Linked DNA regions of Triticum aestivum: region 2 is linked to region 1. Evidence: chromatin contacts called from public Hi-C data. All regions are on one chromosome and are shown on one strand. Each heading gives the region's core, a stretch centred on a gene start, on an enhancer-like site or on the middle of the called end of the contact. The rest is flanking DNA. Distances are from core to core; before and after follow the strand shown.

The links. A called contact is a pair of places that touch in the nucleus more often than the background predicts.
Region 2: a contact with region 1 is called in a Hi-C map of leaf, with 4 times the contacts expected there. The contact joins the promoter of LOC123129748 here to the enhancer-like site in region 1. A contact is called at or near these places in 4 of 5 Hi-C or Micro-C datasets (leaf and an unstated tissue).

Annotation. Positions count from the first base shown.
Region 1 is chr6A:586,178,478-586,185,161 of IWGSC CS RefSeq v2.1, forward strand. No RefSeq gene overlaps it. Among protein-coding and RNA genes, the nearest start is that of LOC123128724, 4.4 kb to the left of the region's middle. Within about 2 kb of position 3,829, at least 8 of the 8 cell types and tissues checked have an H3K27ac peak or open chromatin away from gene starts, as enhancers often do. A contact at or near this core is called in leaf, where this site is marked.
Region 2 is chr6A:586,277,389-586,284,072 of IWGSC CS RefSeq v2.1, forward strand. It overlaps LOC123129748, which reads right to left and starts at 3,484. Exons shown (of 2, transcript XM_044549788.1): 1 at 3,238-3,484. The coding sequence starts at 3,484.

The sequences.
Region 1 (6,684 bases), core at 2,579-5,078:
ACTGACATTGCTTTCAATGAATGTTTTCTTTAAGAAACTGAGCACAAATCCTTGTGAAAAGATGCACGCACGCCTTATCCATATGAGCTGGCAGATTCTCAGATGACGAAATCGGCCCTCCTAGTCGAGCGGCATGTCGTACCATTGAAAGGATAGCGTCGAAGAGTATGAAATAATTCCAGAAAATACACGAGCACATATCGGGTGTGTACTCAAACCCGGATAGGTTGGCTTCACCAAAAGAAAACCTAACTATATAAGCTATACTTCATCGCTGCTTGCAACGGACAAGAGTATACACATTTGCTCGTATGTCATGTTTTTTTTTTGTGAAACGTGTTCGATCTACCGAAAGGATGTCCAAAATGTCACATAAACAATTTTAGGAGAATGCCAAAGACATAGACGCTATGCTTATCTATTATTTTGTAGAGCTTTTAAAGAGGCATATGCATGTTCAACTTTGAATAGTTTCCAAGTCAAGTCATTGTTATGTAAAGTGTTGTTCACGACGTAATAATCTGTACTTTTTTTCTGTCTCGATGCGCAAGATAGCTTTTGGGATTTGAATTTTTGCGATAAATAGACGAATCTAGTATTCCGAAAAGTGAAGAAAAAATCCGTATGTTGCACACATATTGCTCCTGGTGTAGAAAAGTAACATAAGATGGACGAAACTATGATCATGTGTCAAGGCATCATTAGTTGCTTGGTAGCGATAAGATTAGGTGGAAAGTGACAATGGATAATCTTATATCTTTGATATTCATGTTCGAGAAAACGCCTATATGATGGCAAGTTAACATTCACATCCGAACTAAAATGAAAATGAGTGTAGAAAATGTCCATATTTTTTGGTAAACACAATCTTATATCTTCAATATTCATGATCAAGAAAACTCCTATATGGCAAGTCAACATTCACATCTGAACTAAAAGGAAAATGGGCATAGAAAATGGTAGTATTTGTTTGTAAATCCAATCTTATATCTTCGATATTCATGTTCGAGAAAACTCCTATGTGTGAATTTCCTGTGTGTGACTTCGATGTTTTTGAAAATAAAAATATAAAGCGTGGCTATTTTTTGTACATTTGCACTTTTTGGGGCATAGGTATTTGTTTTTGCTGGTTTCTAATTAATTTTTGAAGATTTTACTAAGGCCTTTTGCCATGTATGTATTTTTATATAGGCTAACATGGCCATTTCCAGTGCGTGTTTTGTAGTTATTATTACAATTTTAAGCACAAAAAGGGGAAGCTGAAGAGGCCTGTGTGGGCTGGTTCGTCCTGGTTCTCGCAGCGGGCGTCCGTTCACTTTGTCCAACCACTTGCAGGAACGTTTGCCCCTAAAAAAAACTTGCAGCAACGTTTTTTCCTTCGGAAAAGCTAATTTCGTGCCGACTGGCAGTTAGCGAGATATCCGCACGACTTAGATTCTGTTTCTTCGATGACTTTTAAAGTGCTAAAAAATGAGGAGGTGGGGATTTGAACCTAAAAGGGGAAGCTAAAGAGGCCTGTGTGGGCTGGTTCGTCCTGGTTCTCGCAGCGGGCGTCCGTTCACTCTGTCCAACCACTTGCAGGAACGTTTGCCCCTAAAAAAAAACTTGCAGCAACGTTTTTTCCTTCGGAAAAGCTAATTTCGTGCCGACTGGCAGTTAGCGAGATATCCGCACGACTCAGATTCTGTTTCTTCGATGACTTTTAAAGTGCTAAAAAAATGAGGAGGTGGGGATTTGAACCTACAACCTCATGCTACACCACACCCATCCTTTACCACTTGAACTAGATCAAGTCCTTATATTTATGTTGAGGTTAGGTACTATTTCTAGATCTACTAACCTAACGTAAAGAAAAGCACAGTCCAAAGAAACACAACAATACCTTATTAACTTGTCTCCTCTTCTACGTTTGCACAACTGTTAATGCAATGTCCAATGTTTTCCGCACTTAAGTAGACTGTTTTTACCAACTCATTTACAATTGATGACACCGTGGTAATTTTGCCGACCAGGTGGGATACTCCCCGGTCACTTTTGTGTGAATATCAGGATAACTCTCATATCACAGACCTGATAACTTATATAACTCAGTCCTGATAATTTTGGCGTAGGGATGGGTGTTGAACAAATATCCCCCGTATCTTTTGATGTGAATAGCATGGTAACCCATACATCGGAGACCTGATAACTTATGCAACCCGATCATGATAACTTTGACGAATAGAGGTGATGAAATATACCCCTGATAACTTTTATGCGAATGTCACGGTAACTCACACATCGCTGACCTGATGACTTATGTACCTAGATCTTGGTAAATTTGGCGACTGGGTGGAGGGAGGCACGTTGATCAATACCCTCGGTTATTTTTTGTGCGAATAGTTTGATAACTCACACATCACAAGCCTGATAATTAATGGGAGAAAAAGATGTGGAAACAAATCTTGATGCTAATAGCTTCCATATTGTAGTTTTATAGCCTAAAAATTCATGCTGAAGCTAAGAATTGAACACAAGACTTCAATATTGAGATCTTAACACAATAGCCAACTCACCCACTATTTGGGTCCTGACAAGTTCAAATAAAATACCACTTTTTTACCATCCGAGGTGAAAAACTTGTTAAAATAAACCACCCGATAACTTCTGTGTAAATAAGATGATAACTTACGTGCAATTAACCTGATAGCTTACATATAAACGCATTGATAAATTTTCACCGTGGGCGAAAAGTTCTAGAAATATGCCCTGATAACCTAGTGCAAATAGCACGGTAATTTACGCATCACACACCCGATAACTTACATACAACACATTTTGATAACTCTTTACAAGTCATAGTTATCACGTTGGTCGTGCCAAAGTTACCAAGCAAAAAAAAATATTATTGCTGGTATGACAGAAAAGTAAAGGTTCAAATAACCTTATTTATATACAATAGACAATAACTAAAAGTGGCTTAGTTAGTTATTGGCCTCAAAGTCTAATGAATAGACTTGGGTTTGAGTCGCGAGAGGAAGGTGAGTTACGATCGTGCAGATCTGTCGCTAACGACCAGTCGACTGGTCGTTAGCACAGCCCCTTTTCCTTTTTGAAACAAATATAGTACCGTTTAGGGGCCTGGTAGCCACTACGCCTGGGGCCCACAACGAGGCCTGGTTCGCGGTGCGCCGCGCCACGTGGGAGGCGGGCGTGTGGGCTCGAGCCTCGAGGCGCCTTGCCGACCTCGCCAAGGTTGCTAGAAACGGGTCCACTCCCTCTCTCGCCGGTTCCCGAAAAGAGTCGCGCCGCGTGGCGCTCAGCCGGGATATTTTTTTTTCGAAACCGCTCAGCCGGGACACTTCGATTTCCCAGGAAACTCGCGTCAAAATATCTGCCTCCCGATGGATGGATAGCCCGATGCCAACCAAGCACCATCCTGTCATCACATGGATGGATCACGACCGTTCCTCGCTGCAATGCAATGCAGATAAAACGTAATCCGTAGGACATTTTGCTTTTCTGGCCTCTATTGGAACTACTGCCCAGTACTCACGGAGGTACCAGTATAGTGGGTTTCGAGTACGTGGCACGTGGTAGGCACTGGATCGATCGGGGACCCGTAACGTACGTAGCAAGCCAAATAAATACGTACGTCGAGACGCACCGGTCAAACGTGATCGAGCCAGCCACGCTTGGTAGGACACATGTCATCCGGATATGCACGGCGCGGTCAGGCAGCAGCAAGCGAGCGTTACTGCGGTCACGCGCCAAAGAATTGGCCGTCGGCCGGAGACGGACGCGGTCGCATTGCGTGACCCATTATTAAACTGCCTCGACCGGACACGCCAGCTGCCACCACCCACCGAAACCCGAGCTACCAGCCGGCCATCCGCCTACCTATAGCCATACTAATACTCCGCCCGTTTCGAATTACTGTCGCAGATATGAATATATCTAGATATATTTTAGTTCTAGATATATTTATTTTTACGAGCAGTAATTTGGACGGAGGAAGTACCTCGTATGCAGGGCACGGTCGCGGCAGCTTGTAGCACGTGAGCTCACTCCGCCGGGCCCGCCCGGCGCGTCTAGTACGGATTTCTTAGAGGTGACGAGAACGGCAAACCACAGTGCTGGGTCTGTGTGTGCACATGGACATGGGAACGGGGGCGTGGTGCGTAGCAGCCGGACGGACTGACCAGAAATGGGCAAGGCAGGCTGCACTCGTGCCTGGGATCTTATCCATCGGCCTATCTCGGCTTATTTTTTTTTCGTAGGCAGGGGCCTGGCATGCAGCGTGGGGCCGCCAGCGGAAGAAGGAGAAAGGCAAAGATGAACGGGAGTATGGTCGGGATGGGACAGTCTGATGGGCCACGTTATCCACTAAGATGGGGCCCGCCTTCCGTGCCGCGCAATCGTACTGGTGCCGCGCTGGCCACAGCTAATCTCAGTACAGTGGCCACCACTGCTGTAGGGAGCCACCCTCAAACTCCTGTACGATTTGCTCCCAAACCTCGTTGCAGAAAAAAAAAACCCTATCAACAGCGAGATGGACCGAACGGTACGAGAATGAATGAATGAATGGATGTAGCTGATTGCCATTGGCCCTGTTTGGATCAAATGGGGTTAGAGCTAGTTTGGGTTAGTTGGAGGCTAAAATAACTCAAAAGTATCCAAACAAGGAGGGTTAGAGTGGGTTAGTTTCATCTAACCCAACTATCCCGGTGGAGAGGTGCTTATTTGGGTTAGTGTGGGTTAAAAATAACTCTAACTCTAACTATGTTAGAGTATCCAAACAGGGCCATTATTATGACTTACGCTCTCTGTACCTCCTCCATCGGTTAACTATAGCTAGTGGCATAGCAGGACGGCTCACTGGATCTGGCGTATCTGCTCTGTTGAAAGCCATACTGTATACGGTACCTTCATCAGTTAACAACGCCGAATAGTAGCAGCGAAATGTACTACATTTGTACATGGGCAGAGCAGGCAACTTTGAGAGGTTGGGAGGGTGAGAAATGGGAGAGGTCGATGTTGAGAGTCTTTGCCAGAAAGTGAAGCACGACATCTGCTAAAGCGAAATCCTAACAGCGGATAATGTAATCAAACGAGGAGCATGCATGGCATGGCATGGCATGGCATGGAGCAGCACTACCAACTTTTGATGAGGGATAATAATGTAAACTGTCGGTCGTACTTTAGTATGTTCTTTTGGCCAGCTTAGCTAGGGAGGGGGGGATGGACCCCTCTGCTTTTTTAAGTGCAGCTCTGGTGATCAGATTAGGTAACGAGCAGGAAACTTAATCCGGTTGCAGCTCAACAGTAATGTCACGGTGGGTCCCCGGGCCGGGCTTCTTGCCCACAACGTGAAGGCAGCGTTTGGCATATTTAACAGGCCCAGCAAATCTTAACAAAGATTCAGCAAGGTTCAGTCGGTCTTACACGCCGCTAGCGAATCCAAGTTGCTACTAGCCTACTACTAGGTACGATCAGCACTGTCGGGATAAGGCTACCGGCCACCACCCAAGTTTACGTGAGTGTGCATTATCCTCTCGAGAATAGTACTTCGATTGGTCACCTCTCGAATACTTGAATGCTTGTTCTGCACCGCGACTGAAGCATCCATAAGAAGAAGAAAAAATGCGGTAATTAACAGTTGTCATGTGGTCGCCCGTGTGTGGCGGTGTGATACACGTTTGGTCTTGGTAGATACCGGCTCTGCATCACGTTTTCTGCTTTGCTCTGCACTGTCCGGTGACCATTTTTTGTTTTGCGGGTACTGTCCGGTGACCGGCGAATCCTCTTCACGGCCGGTGGCGGACGTTGTCAGTCAGGGAGACCACTGTTCCACCACGTTCCCGGTGGTTTTCTGTCTGATCACGACACGTGCAATTTACCATGCTTTGGACTTGTCTCCGTGGTAGCAACGCCGACGTCGATTGATGGTGCGCTCATGCCGGGAAACATCCCACCGTACCGCCGGTCGAGATCAGATGAGGGTCGTCCACGGCCGCGGAAGTTTACCAGCGAAAAGTCAGCTCGGAGCCAGCCACAGAACGTTTTTCCGGCCAGCCAACATTTGCCCAATTTTCGTCGCACCAGCAGTGTAAACGCATTGGACGGCATGCTGCGCTCCGTGGTTACTTGGCATAGGATCGCGTCGTAGGAAACAGTTCTGCCACGGACGGACAGGGGCGGATCCAGAACAAAAATGTACCGGTGTCCACATGCACATCATATATATAATGATGGACAACAAGCAATAATATATATGAAAGAGCACACCCAACAACACAAATTATAATGCAACGAGATCTCTTACCAAAATAAATTGTTTCACATCCACTTGAAATACTAGTTGATTACATAAATTTGAAGAATTAAGCATAAGAACTCGAAACAATGAAAACAAAATATGGTCAGATCACGACATAGGCCAATAGATCCTCGATTCCTACAAAAGAAAATAAAATACACTCAGTACATATTAAATAGACTTCTGCAATGATTCATAAAGTCAAGATCATTACCTTTTAAAATAGCCCTCTACGTTCATTCATGACCTCAAAGCGATCAATGACTGCATCATTGGTAACTTTTCTCATTTCTTCCTTCTCCACATAGCAAATAAGGTTGTGATTCAATGCATCATCACCAAGACGATTGCGCAAAAATGTCTTCACAATTTTCATGCCCGAAAAA
Region 2 (6,684 bases), core at 2,234-4,733, 99 kb after region 1:
CCACGTTACGTGAGTGTGCATTATCTTCTTGAGAAGAATAGTATACGTGGTTCCATCGATCACTTCTCGAATGCTTCAATGCTTGTTTTACACGGCGACGGAAGCATTCACCAGAAGAAGAATATGGTACAGTAACAGTTGTCATGCGGCCGTCGTGGCAGTGTGATGCACGTCTGGTCGTCGTAGCTACTGGCTGTACATTTCAGGACGCCCAAGCCTCTCCGCGGCGCACGTAGGGGTCAACGGTGGCGCACGTTGTCAGGCCGGGAGAGCACCGTCCCACCACGTCCCCGGCCGTCCCCTTCACCAACGTTCTCGCCGCTTATCAACCTCGAGACCTTTCGGTGGTTCTGTCTCTGTTCCGGACACGTGCAATTAACCGTGCTTGGACTTCTCTCGGTGGTAGTAACTCCGACGTCTTTGATGGTGCGCTCATGCCGGGAAACATCCCACCGGGGCACCCTGTGGCCGTGCCTTGCCGCCGGTCGAGATCAGCGTCGTCCACGGCCGCGGAAGTTTACCGCACCGAAATGTCAGCTCTGAGCCAGCCACGGAACGTTTCCAGCCGGCCATCATCTGCCAAATTTTCTTCGCACGAGACGAGTAAACGCATTGGACTGCATGCTGCGGTGTCGCGCGCTCCGTGGTTGCTTGGGATAGGATCGCGTCGTGAGGAACGGTTGTGCCACGGAACCGAGGCCAACCACGTACTACCACAGATCAGCACGTGTAGAGCTTTACGCACCTGACCTACTAACCAAAACTGTGCGTTCCTGGTGGGACAAAATTTATGTTCTAACCTTTTGTGCTAACAAAATCAAGAATTGACCTCGTTTGCAAAGAAATTTTAAATCTGATCTTTTTTGGTCACGCTAACATCCTTGACGTTTGCCTTGCACGGAAGACGCCGGAGTTGGTGGCGTTTGGCCCCGGCCCACACTAGCTTAGCTGGCGCTCAAGTGGCACGGCCAGACGCCATGCATCTTGGCGTTTGGGCAAACGCCATGGAGCCTGGCGTTTGGGTTCTCCAATTACGTAACAAGAAAATCATGTGGAGCCTGTCTGATTGTTCTCGTTCAATGTTGATTAGTGTGGTTGCTTAATCAGTGAGGAGGCAGAAAGCTAAGGTATCACGTCAGCAAGGAATCTGCGTTTTTTTTAGAAAAACGTGCGGTTTGGATGGATTAATCTCATGTTAAGTGGCCGTGTACCTAAATTTATTTAGGGCATCTCCAACGCCGATCTGTAAACCTCCTGATACAGTCCGGACCGGGGAAGCTATCCAATGTCAATTTATATTGGTCTGCGGTGTGGTCCGAACGTGATTTCTCCCCCAAACCAGAGACAAAAGTGGAGTAGGTTTGCGGGTGTCCGGACCGATCTCAAGCTCGTTGCTGACCGTCCTGGCCCACCAAAAACCCCTCCCGCCTCCCGCGCATTTTTGGTCAGCGCCGCTCCAGAGGGTCGGCGCCCGCATTCATGCCCGGCCAGAGCAGACGCAACCGCTCACTGGCACCGACATTGAAGCGGCGCGTCGGCCGAGAGAGCGCCGCCCGCGCTGCATCCCATTGCAGGCAACTGTCACGCGTTCAAACGACACGATGGCCGCCCGTTCGTCTGTCTGCCGCCAGGATTGATGACACATACGCGGTTGCCGAGTCTCCTCCGGCGCCAATCGTCCGTCCCTCTACCGCCCATAGTCACAGTCATCCCTCTCCGCACCACTTCCCGCCATGGACCCCCCCCCCCCCCCCCCCCCCCCCCCCCCCCCCGTGCAGCCAAAGCTCTCTGGGACGGGCTGACATCGGAGTAGAAGAAGGCCATGGCCGCCATTACTGCCGACTAGCAGGTCGGCAGGCAGCCGGTGGACGCCTCCTCCGACGTGCCGGCGCCACCCTCCTCTTCCTCCGCGACACCCTCCTCCTCCGCTCCACCCTCACCGGTGCATTGCACCATGACCACCGACAAGCCCCGTGCCCACTATATGGACATGGTGCACGGAGCGGGAGGGCCAGTTTCGAAAGGCGCAGGCCGACGCCAACTACAACCACAACCTTCTCTAGGAGCATCTGCAGGCATAGGAGTAGGTCACTGCCGGCAGGGCCGCCGGGCCGGACGAGGACCTGGCGAAGCAGGAGGCACTACTTGAATCGTACCGCTCCGCCCGCGAGATACACCTCGCCCGCTGGCGATACCCACAGCGGGTGGCGGAAGTGGCGGCCGCCGGCAAGGAGTGCGACGACGAGGCGGGCGAGGCGTTGTTCGGCGCCCCGACAACGAGGAAGAGTAGTGCACGGTAGGTCATCGCCACTCGTGTCCCAAAAAGGCCACCACCCCTCCCGTCCCGTCGACGCCAAGCTTGGGGCGACATGGAGGCGGACAACTTCAATTCTTGTATAAAGGCGGCAGCGGGTTGCCGTTGAAGATGCCCTTAACACCCCTAGTAAGCGCCCGTGTAACCATATAGTATGTTCGGATGGTTTCCTAAGTTCTAGAATACATTTTTTTTTGCTAAATAAAAGCCCACTACCAATTCTTTTAGTTTCCTGATAAGATTAATTAACCTACTACAATTATTGACGGAAGCAAGTCCATTATTGATGCGTGCATGCAGCGCAGTTTCTACATGAAGCATAGCTCCCAAATGCCAATATCTTTTCTTGTCTACTCACAATGGATGGGCTCAAAACGCTAGTTGCATGGCGTTTGCCCAAACGCCAAGATGCATGGCGTCTGGCAGTGCCACTTCAGCGCCAGCCAGGCTTATGTGGGCCAGGGCCAAACGCCACAAAGTCTGGCGTCTCCCGTGTAAGCCAGACGCCAAGGATACTGGCGTGACAAAAAAAGGTCAGATTTAAAATTTCTTTGCAAACGAGGACAATTCTTGATTTTGTTAGCATAAAAGGTTAGAACAGAAATTTTGTGCGTTCCTGGTGTGGTGTCCCATGTTCTACGTTCCGTTTTTTGGTGCCGATGACATGATGTCGACTGGCAGGAAAAGACAGCCATGCATTCCTCTTTCATCCTCTCCAAGAAACTAGGTATGCTCTCTACTCTCTAGCATTATCGAGATTGAGGTGGTGCGGTTGGTGAGATAGACCCTGGAGCGCCTTTGCTGCAAAGAGATGCATGGCACCGCGCCTTTTCTGACAGGTCTCAACGACTCAGCGCGAGATTAACATGAACAATCAGGCTGGCGAGGTGTTCGAGAAGCAGCCGACCGTTCGCCGAACAGACCGATGGAGCACCGCACCGAGAGCACGACCGTGTCGCCCGAGAAAGGACGCGCCAGCCTCATGGACCGTCTGATCCTCCCTGATGCATGCATGCACCTGCACCGTTCCATGTGTACGCTGGCATGGCTCTGCGCGGCCATGTGTGCGCTGCTGCAGATAGCATGGTGTGATGTGCCGAGGGAGCATGCAATGCATATTCCTGCCTTGGACTCCAGCGCATGTATGTCGAGCTCGGCCAGGCTTGCCATGCCAGGTGCACGCTCCGTTTGACTCTGATCGAATCGAACGCGCTGCCGCTATCCGTTCCACGCCCCGCTTTATTGCGCCGAAATGCCTGACCTGATATTTTCCCGCGAGCCGGGTGGCCGACCGACGGCGAACTCCCCGATGTTTCTGCCTCTGCTCGTGCGCCCGCCGACCCGGCACGGCCCGCGTCGCGTTTGTCAACTATTTCGCCGTGGGACGCCGCCGGTTAGTGCCATGCGTGTGCGTGCGTGCACGTGTGTGTGTCGATTATTTCCAGCGCACTGTACGCGCTACGTACACTGAAACGAAAGTCGATCTGGAGATAACTTCGCAGCTACTAGCGCTGGTATGGCAGTGCCGTCTTCTTCATTCGCGGCTCGTGCTCTTGTTCATGTCGCTCTGAGGAGAGGGATACGTACGTCCGACCATACCACGCAACTCCGACTCGCCCATGCTGTACACGAAAAAGAACATGATCCGGCTAACTAGCTAGGCATACGCATGCATGGCTATCGAACTGTTGTAGTACCATCGTCGTGGTGAAATATGATTGGTCGCACGCATCCTATGCGCGCCGTGGAGAATGCCGGAAGGAGTGCAGTTGGCTCTAGTACCATGAAGACTTTTAAATTAATTTGAGTAGGGATGTTGGCATGTTGCCGTCTGTACATCTGTCAGGGGATGCTAATGATTCATCGGCTCTCCGGTGTGCTGCAGCTGGACGGATGATGAGCAAGTGGATAGTGGATATATCTGCTTTTGCTTTCCCGTGGATCTCCGCTTCCATGCAAGAAAGACCGGTCGATCTTTGCCGTGATCGGGAGGGTTTGACCCCACCCATCGCCTCCTGCTAGGAACTAGGCTAGGCACTAGTTCCTAGTAATTCTAGGTGCTCGATCTTCCGAACAACAGATCGTTAGAGCATCTCTAACAGTTTGTCTATATGGATGTCTATATTCGTTTTTCACAACGTGATTTCAAAACAGGCGTCCAACAGGTTGTCTATATGGTCGTCCAAATATACACATCCTCTAATATCGACCTCGACAATGTTCACGCCTGGACAATGCAACGGCCCACCTGTCATGGTCCCTATATATAGACATTCTGATACAAAACTGAACGTGTATATAAGAGAATTTTTTTAGACCATTATCTATATAAATATATAGACATCTAAATATATACATGTTATTGGAGATGCTCTTAGGTGCCTTCACTTTACGGCCGTGGAAACTACGTCGATGCCAATTCAGATCACGAACGATATATACGTTCACTCGATTGAATGGCAGCACTAGCACGCATGATCTCCCTTTACTCGAGGAAACTTTGTCCCACTTCACACTTCACGCAGGTTTGGCTTTTATTTTGAAGCAGCACATCAGGGAAACCTTGTGCGCCGAACACGCCATGTACTACCAGGCTATCTGTCTGCTTTCTTGTCGCTGCAAGCATATCAAGTACGCTGGCTGAAGAAAGCATCGGCTGCTATGCCTCTCCGCTCTCTGGCAATGGATCAACCATCTTATCTCCAACACCGATCTTTTGCCGCGATATCATTTTGAAATTCTATAATGCGCCACGCGCCAAGCCCATACAGTGACAGAAGGAATGCACTTGTTGATACGCCGTACTGCTACTTGCAAATCTTAGGCCTCCTTTGGTTTAGAGGAATTTCATAGGAATTCTAGAGGATAGAATTTTTATAGAATTTTTTCCTTTAAAGCCCTTTGGTTCATAGGAATGGATTTCTATTTCTATATATGATTGGTTCCTATCCTTCACATTTCATAGGAAAATAAAAAAGAGCCTAGACTCAATTACAAAATTCTTTTGATGTCAACCAAATGACATTTTATTTCCTATTCCTACTCATAGGATTTGAGATACATGTCATCTCATTTCCTACAAGATTCCTATTCCTATGATAATCCTATCCTATGAATCAAAAGAGGCCTTAATCAGTAAATTTGCATATCTTGCGCACAAGGTAACTACCAGCATATTCTACATTTTATTTGCTTATGTTATCCTAATCGTATACAAATTGCAGCTACCCACGCACACCTTCCCTTGCTGGATGCATTCCAGAATGACCATTCTGTCCCGCCATTTTTCTTCAGAAAGAACAAACCGTGTGCAAGTGTAGCCACACGCTAGTCAGCTCCTCTGATCCGTATCACCCTCACATTTAATTGTCAAAGCAGAGTCTAATCAAGCTTGTTTACTTTCATGCCATTGTGTTGGCACGATGGGAGACCAGGGCCGAAACGCACCCCAATCCTGCATGCATGTCCCGGCACGTCAGTGCTACTGAAACCAGTTCTAGCTGTCGAAACAGTATGTGTCGTCCTGTAGAAATGATGGAGTATTGGGACACCCGGAGAGCAATGATCATAGATGGAATGGGCATCCATGTCGACCAAGACCACCCGGAGGCTTCACGCAAATGACCAAGAGCACTCGAAATACTGCATTTTTTCTAGCCCCAACTAAAAATCCTTAGTCCCTAAAAAATCTATCACTGTTTATTTTCAGGGACTAAAAAGTCCCTAGTCCCTTCCTAAAGGTTATTAAATGACCATGTTACCCTAGTACTTCCTCCGTTCGGAAATACTTGTCGGAGAAATGCATAAAAATGGATGTATCTAAAACTAAAATCCATCTAGATACATCCATTCCTCCGACAAGTATTCCGGACGGAGGAAGTATATAGAAAAATAACAAACAAACAACACCATGGGGCAGCGGGCAATGGGTGCAGGAAGGGGCATTGTTGAAAAAGTTCCAAAAAAACACTCCTCAAAAGTCTTGTTCATTTAATCCCAAAAAGCAACTTTTAATCCCTAGTAGTCCCTCCTGTTTAATTAAGAAGTCTTAAAAAAACTTTTTCTAGTCCCTACATCAAAAAGTACCGGAAAACAAACACCCTCTAATAAACCCGTGCTAGATAGCATAGCATGGGCACAGACGGTCGCCGGCCATCTACTAGCAGCTAAGGTGCCGTAGACTGCAGCAAACCCAAAGAGAGAGAACCCGACAGGACTCTGTAAGTCGTAGTTGTACTACCGAAAGAGCTGGCGTTGAATTAGGTGGAATCATAAAACGAAGGAAAATGGAAGCCTAATCAGTAATCACCTCACCACGACACTTGCCGAGCTTGTACGGGACAAAACGCACGGAAATTTCTCCAGAGACC